Linked DNA regions of Pan troglodytes: region 1 is linked to region 2. A link is a contact called in public HiChIP or PLAC-seq data. All regions are on one chromosome and are shown on one strand. Each heading gives the region's core, a stretch centred on a gene start, on an enhancer-like site or on the middle of the called end of the contact. The rest is flanking DNA. Distances are from core to core; before and after follow the strand shown.

Region 1 (3,028 bases), core at 118-2,617, 190 kb before region 2:
CAAATTCTTCCATGCCTTGACCCAATTTTACTGATTTTGTTGCCAACCCCAAGATGTTTCCTACAACAGCTATCCCCAACCTTTTTGGCACCAAGGACTGGTTTCATGGAAGACAACTTTTCCACGGGGGTGGGGAGTGGGGGGGGGCTGGGTGGTTTCGACATGAACCTGTTTCGCCTCAGATCATCAGGCATTAGATTCTGATAAGAAGCACACAACCTGGATCCCTCACATGCGTAGTTCACAATAAAGGTCGTGCTCCTATGAGAATGTAATGCCGCAGCTGATGTAACAGGAGGTGGAGCTCAGGCTGTAGTGCTCGCTCGCCTGCCGCTCACCTCCTGCTGTGCGGCCCGGTTTCTAACAGGCCACCGACGGGCCTGGTGGTTGGGGACCCCTGCTTTACAGGGTGGCTGAACTGAAGCTTATTCTTCACGCTTGCACTATTCAAGATGTATGATATCTGATCATTGTTTGCACACTGCAAAGCAGGCTGCAATCCAACCCTGGGAAGAGGGGCGCGGACACGCAGGCTAACGCGCCTGCATTTCCCCCCGCCAACCCCTCCCAGCTTCCACAGCCGGGAGCCCGGTGGCGTCGACCTCGCACCGCCCTCCGGTTCTCCCACTTGGGACTCGAGGGTTGGATCTCGCCAGGCACCGCCCTCTCCCCACAGGTGAAGGGAAGGGGCACCCAGTTCCCTCGGCTGCATCTTTGCAAGGGAGGATGCAAGTATAAATGCTGCAAAAGCAAGGGTGCGCCGGGGCCCTGAAGCGTGCATGCCCGGTGGTCATAACATTCCTCCGCTCAGAGTCCACTAGGCCTGTAGGACGCCGGGAAGCTCTGGGACCGTTGCTACAGACCACCTCCCGTCAGCTCCCGGAATCCAGCGTCTCCCCACGGGCGCGCGCTCTTCCGGGCGCCCCGGCGGCACCTGCGCGCGACGTCCCCCGCCCCGGTTACCTTGTAGAAAGTGACCGTATCCAGGGGAAGGGCGCCCTTGGTGTGCAGGCCGCTGCCGCCATGCGGAGCGGAGAGGAGCAGGAAGCCCAGGAGAAGGGGAAGCAGCGGGGAGAGAGACGCGGCGCGGGGCACAGCTGCAGCCATATCGCCGGGTTCCGGCAGAGGGAGGTAGGTAAGCGGTAGTGGAGAACGCCCCGAGTCAGCGGTCACGTGACTGGGGGGGGGCGGACTCACGCGCGCTCACGTGGACACCCCAGGAGGCTCCCATCTGTCTAGGGTGAGAGGGTGGGGCCACGTGAGGGGCGGGGCGAGGGCGGGGAAGCTGCTGCGCACGCGTACTCGGCGAAGCTCGCGTAGGGCCTGGGTAAAAGGGCGGGGCCACGTTGCGGGCGGGAAAATGGGCTCCTGCGCGCGCGCACTCGCCGAGTCTCCCGGCGGGTCCGCCCAGTTCCGTTCCTGCTCCGCTTGAGGAGAAGCGCCAAGTGCGCATGGGGACGCTATAGCAATTCGTTTGCTGTCCTTCCTCTCCTTCGAAGATGACAAGGCCTACCATCGTTTCTTCCTGCCTTTGGGCCGTCAGGCAGTTGGTTGGGACCCGCTCCAACCCTCGGTCAGTCTGTTAGTCAAGTTCAGCCGTTATTCTCAGTCAGGCTCCGTCACCGCCCTGACCCAGGCGGGCAGTGGCTCCGCGGCTTCCCTGAGCTTCTTGGCCAGGCTTGGCGGTCAGTGTGGCAGGCAGGGCCCTCTTAGGCCTGATCTGAGGTGAGCGCCTCCCCTGGGAGACGCCAGGCTCCTGGGATCCGCCCAGCCAAGGCCCACCCTCCAGGAACCCCAGACGCAATTCTAATCATTCTGTTCCGCAGGTAGTCACTCGGTCCCTGGCTTGTGCCAGACTCTGGCTTCGCCTGCGGGGCTACGGAATAAGCAGAAACAAGACCGTTCTGTGCTGAAGGCACGCACTTTGTTGGGGCAGGAGGCGGCATAGGAATAATGATCTAAACAGTGCAGTGTAATTGCTGTAAAATATTATTCCGGCTGGGCGCGTTGACTCACGTCTGTAATCCCAGCACTTTGGGAGGCCGAGGCAGGTGGATTACCTGAGGTCAGGAGTTCGAGACCAGCCTGGCCAACATGGTGAAACCCCGTCTCTACTAAAAATACAAAAATCAGGCGAGTGTGGTGGCGCGTGCCTGTAATCCCAGCTACTCAAGAGGCTGAGGCAGGAGAATTGCATGAACCCAGGAGGCGGAAGTTGGGGTGAGCCGAGATTTCGCCATTGCACTTCAGCCTAGGTGACAGAGCGAGACTCAGTCTCAAAAAAGAAAAAAAAAAGACCGTATTTTCTTATTGTAAAGAGACAGAGATTCAGCCATCCCTGCTCAGGAGCATCAGAGGAAGTTGTAGACAGGAGGTGACTTTTGAGCGGGACCTTGAAATAAGAGGGGGCGTGCATGAGGCAAAGAGAAACAGGGCATTTCTAACAATGGGAAAATTATGCACAGGCATGTTGGGGAACTGGTTGAGATGAATCTGTGTAAAGGCGAACTGGCGCAGCAGCTGCTGCCGCTCTTTTTTATTTTGATTGATTATTACTGAGCTTCCATGGGGCGGATTCGAAAGGGTCTCACCAAGCTAAAGGGTTTGGAGTCACCAGAAGTTTTAACTAGGAGAGTGAGGTTAGATTTGTGTGTAGAAACAGCACCCAGGTCAGCCTGGGCAACGTAATGAAACCTCGTCTCTACAATAAGTAGAAAAATTAGCCATGTGTGGTAGTGCATGCCTGTGGTCCCAGGTACTTGGGAGGCTGAGGCAGCAGGATCACTTGGACCTGAGGGGTCGAGGCTGCAGTCAGCCCTGATTGCTGCCACTGCACTCCAGTCTGGGCAACAGAGAAGACTGTCTCAAAACAAAAACAACATTACTCAGGAATGAAGGAAATGGATTGGAATTGAGAAGACGGGACTAAAGCCAATTAATGGGGTATGGCAATAGTCTAGTTGGAAGAGGTTAAGGTCATGCAGTAGGACATAATAGGGCTGAAGAAGTATGGATGGAATTGACAAAC
Region 2 (3,393 bases), core at 382-2,881:
ACTAAAAATACAAAAAAATTAGCTGGGTGTGGTGGCACGCGCCTGTAGTCCCAGCTACTGGGGAGGCTGAGGCAGGAGAATCACTTGAACCTGGGAGGTGGAGGTTGCAGTGAGCCAAGAGCATCCCACTGCACTCCAGCCTGGATGACAAAGCCAGACTCCGACTCAAAAAAAAAAAAAAAAACTCAAAACAAAAGAAGGATATGTCAAGGCAGTCTTTTAGAATCTTTATGATTTAAAACCTGGTCTTCCTTGGGCCAGGCACGGTGGCTCACGCCTGTAATCCCACCATTTTGGGAGGCCAAGGCCGGCAGATCACGAGGTCAGGAGATCGAGCCCATCCTGGCTATTACGGTGAAACCCCGTCTCTACTAAAAATACAAACAAAAGAAAAAATTAGCAGGGCGTGGTGGGTGGGCGCCTGTAATCCCAGCTACTCGGGAGGCTGAGGCAGGAGAATGGCATGAACCCAGGAGGCGGAACTTGCAGTGAGCCAAGATCGGGCCACTGCACTCCAGCCTGGGCGACAGAGTGAGACTCCGTCTCAAAAACAAACAGACAGACAAAAAACCTGGTCTTCTTTAATGTATATGTTATATGTTGATGCCTCCTTTAAAGGGTTAAGTTTCTTTGGAATGACTTGATGATTTTGAGAAACTATATACACCACCTAAAGAATTGGTAGAAGTGTAAATTCTTAATCATTACTAGCAACTGTCTTGAAGGGGAAAATAACCCCAAGCTGCCAATAGATGCCTGTCCTTCAAGATAAAATGAAATTATTCAATGCACTGGGTTGACTTAACACTACAAATAAGTAAATAATACATCAAACTTTAAGCGTCAATGTTTAATTTTCATAAGACTAATTTCTTAGCTACAGCTGTCAAGACAGATAACTGGCAAGACAGATAACTGAGTGGGCAAAATGTGCCTTTAAAAAAAAAAAAAAGTTAAAAACAGGTTTTAGAAAACTTATTTTATTTGTGTAATTTTCGAACACACATTTGCTTTTCTTTTGGTTTAAGTGCAGTTAAGTCACAGGAACTGTTAACTTTTCCTAAGTAAACTCAATGCTTCCTAGGAGAAAGAAGAGGAAAAAGAAAAAGGGAAGAATACACGGAAAAGTGAGGACAACCTATTCCCCAAGGGACAGGTTTTGTACGGCGAACCACCTTCTTCCAACGGCAGATTTCCAGAAGGCTGATTTCAAACAAATCGGGAGGGATGGATAAATTCCAACTCTCCAAGTTCTGTAGACCATCCGGAAGCAAATGCTGGCGGCCTTGGGGAGTGATCGAAACGTGTAGTAGTAGTAGTAGTAGTAGTAGGGCTCTCTTCGTCCCATTCATTGACACTTAATAGTGTCTCCAGGCCACTCACCTCTGTTCCAGCTGAGCACAAATCACACTCACCAGGGAAGCTAGAGGGAGTCGGACACACACCTACACCCACACCCATACCCTTGGCCCCAGGGCTGTAAAGCGCGATCCACGGAATCCGGGGGAGGCCGAAACCCGGTAGTCGATGGAACCTCTCACTGCAAAATCTCCCTGCTTTTTGAGGCTAGAGCCGAGAAGAACGCCACAGGACAACGCGGGGGAAGAGGGGGCACCTCCCCCTTACCTTGATGGCTTTGTCCATGTCGCTCTCCTCCGACATACTCAGTGGGGCCCCCACAGCCAGGAGAGGCGGAGGCTGCTCAGCAGCCCTGTCCCCGCGCGGCCGAGGGAGCAAAGGGCTCGGCACTCGGGCCCCTGGGCCTCGTGGCGACGGGCAGCAGCCGCCCCTCGGGACCGGTGGGGATGAGGACCCCGGCGCCGGCTCTGCTTCGGCGGGCGGCTCTAGGCTGGCGGCAGCAGCAGCGGCGGAGGCGGCGGCCCCTGGGGACAAGTCTTTGTGCTGGGCCCCGCGCGGCCGCCTCCTAGCCTCATCCCCAGCTGGGGAGGCAGGCTCCCGGGGTAGGGCGAGGCGGGGAGGGCCTCGACCCGGGGCGCTGTGCAAGGGCCTCGCGGGGCCGCCGCTTAGACCTGGGCTCGCCAGGTCCTAAAGAGGAGCCTGCGCCTCCGCCTCCGCCGCCTGCACCGCCGCGAAGCCGAAGCCGAAGCAGAGCTCGGCGCCGCTGCTCCCGCCGCCGCCTCAGCGCCACACATCGCCGGGACACCCGCGCCGGGCAGCCCCGCCGGCCGCCCTCACGCACGCGCTGTGCCCCGCGGGAGCTCCAGGCCGCCCCTCCTGCCGCCCAGCTTCGTGACTCCACGGCCCCACGCGCCCCTTGCTGCCTTCCGCTGGGGTTTCCGAGCCGCCCCCGAGCCGCGCACCCGACTTGCAGGCGTCCGCCTGGGCCTCCCTAAGACACGCCGCATACAGGACAGGCCCCTGGGCCTTCCGCGGCGATGGCGCTGCGCTAATGACGTCATAGGCCCGGACTCGCGTGAGTGCGCGTGCGTTGGGGCCTCAGCCTTTATCTCCACTCTGCGGAGATTCACGCCTGGAAAACGCTCTTCTGAGAGGATCTGTGGAGGTCAACCCAGGAGAGAGAAGACAGGACTGAAGCACTGAAAGGGTCCTGCCGTAAGGGCGCAGGATTGTATAGAATATATAATAGCAGTAGCAGCTCTGTTTACGGAGCATTAACCTTACGTGGAGTTATTTCCTGCATTTCCTCCTTTCGTCTTTACAAGGTAGCCGTTTGGCGTCGTGAGGTATGGATGTTCCCATCCCTAATTTGCAAAATAGGTAACTGAGGCTCAGGAGAGCTAGACTAGTTTGTGCACAGCCGAGAAGTGGTCAAGCTAGAATGGGACCCCAGGTTTGTGCTCCCTGCTCTCCACCGATAACCTATCAAAGGGCTTTGCAAGAGCTTTTGACTAATCGTCTGTCAATGGTTCTTCATTCACGTATTAATTGCACATCAGTATGTGCCAAATCTACTAGACATTGGAGAAACAGTAGGAACAACACATGGTACCGGCACATGGATCTTTCAGGAAAACGAAGTAGGTAATAAACAGGAAAAAGCCCGAGTCTGATGCTAAGAAGAACATAAACAGGATGCTGAGGTAAGAGAATAACTGGATGTGGGGACTTCTTCGTATTAGATGATTAAGGAAGGAATCTCAGGAGGTAACATTTAAGCTGAGACCCCTGAGGAATGAGAAAGGGCTGGCTATTGGAAATCCAAGGAAAGATTTCTGGGCAGATGGGTAGAAATTTTAAGGTGGAAATAAGCTAAATATGTTCAAGAATCAGCAAGAAGGTCATTGTAGCTGGAGTAGATCGAGTAGGAGGAGACTGATAAAGGGTGAGGTTGGAGGCTGGGCGCGGTGGGTCACGCCTGTAATCCCAGCACTTCGGGAGGCCAAGGCGGGCAGATCACTTGAAGTCAGGAGT

What was found. HiChIP or PLAC-seq counts read pairs in DNA pulled down with a chosen protein or histone mark.
Region 1: a contact with region 2 is called in an H3K4me3 HiChIP or PLAC-seq map of stem cell-derived excitatory neurons, with 4 times the contacts expected there. The contact joins the promoter of ERP29 here to the promoter of LOC737952 in region 2. A contact is called at or near these places in 1 of 7 Hi-C or Micro-C datasets (stem cell-derived neural progenitor cells) and 1 of 1 datasets of contacts at active chromatin or transcription factors (stem cell-derived excitatory neurons).

The regions. Positions count from the first base shown.
Region 1 is chr10:118,843,794-118,846,821 of NHGRI_mPanTro3-v2.0_pri, reverse strand. It overlaps ERP29 (endoplasmic reticulum protein 29), which reads right to left and starts at 1,367. Exons shown (of 3, transcript XM_001139225.5): 1 at 964-1,367. The coding sequence starts at 1,107. It also overlaps a transcript of TMEM116 not described here.
Region 2 is chr10:118,650,900-118,654,292 of NHGRI_mPanTro3-v2.0_pri, reverse strand. LOC737952 (putative uncharacterized protein encoded by MAPKAPK5-AS1) reads left to right here and starts at 1,631. Exons shown (of 2, transcript XM_003952305.5): 1 at 1,631-3,062. The coding sequence starts at 1,631. The coding sequence ends at 2,050. MAPKAPK5 (MAPK activated protein kinase 5) reads right to left here and starts at 1,757. Exons shown (of 16, transcript XM_063784989.1): 1 at 1,627-1,757. The coding sequence starts at 1,662. It overlaps TMEM116 (transmembrane protein 116), which reads left to right. Exons shown (of 13, transcript XM_063785002.1): 13 at 1,085-1,313. The coding sequence ends at 1,235.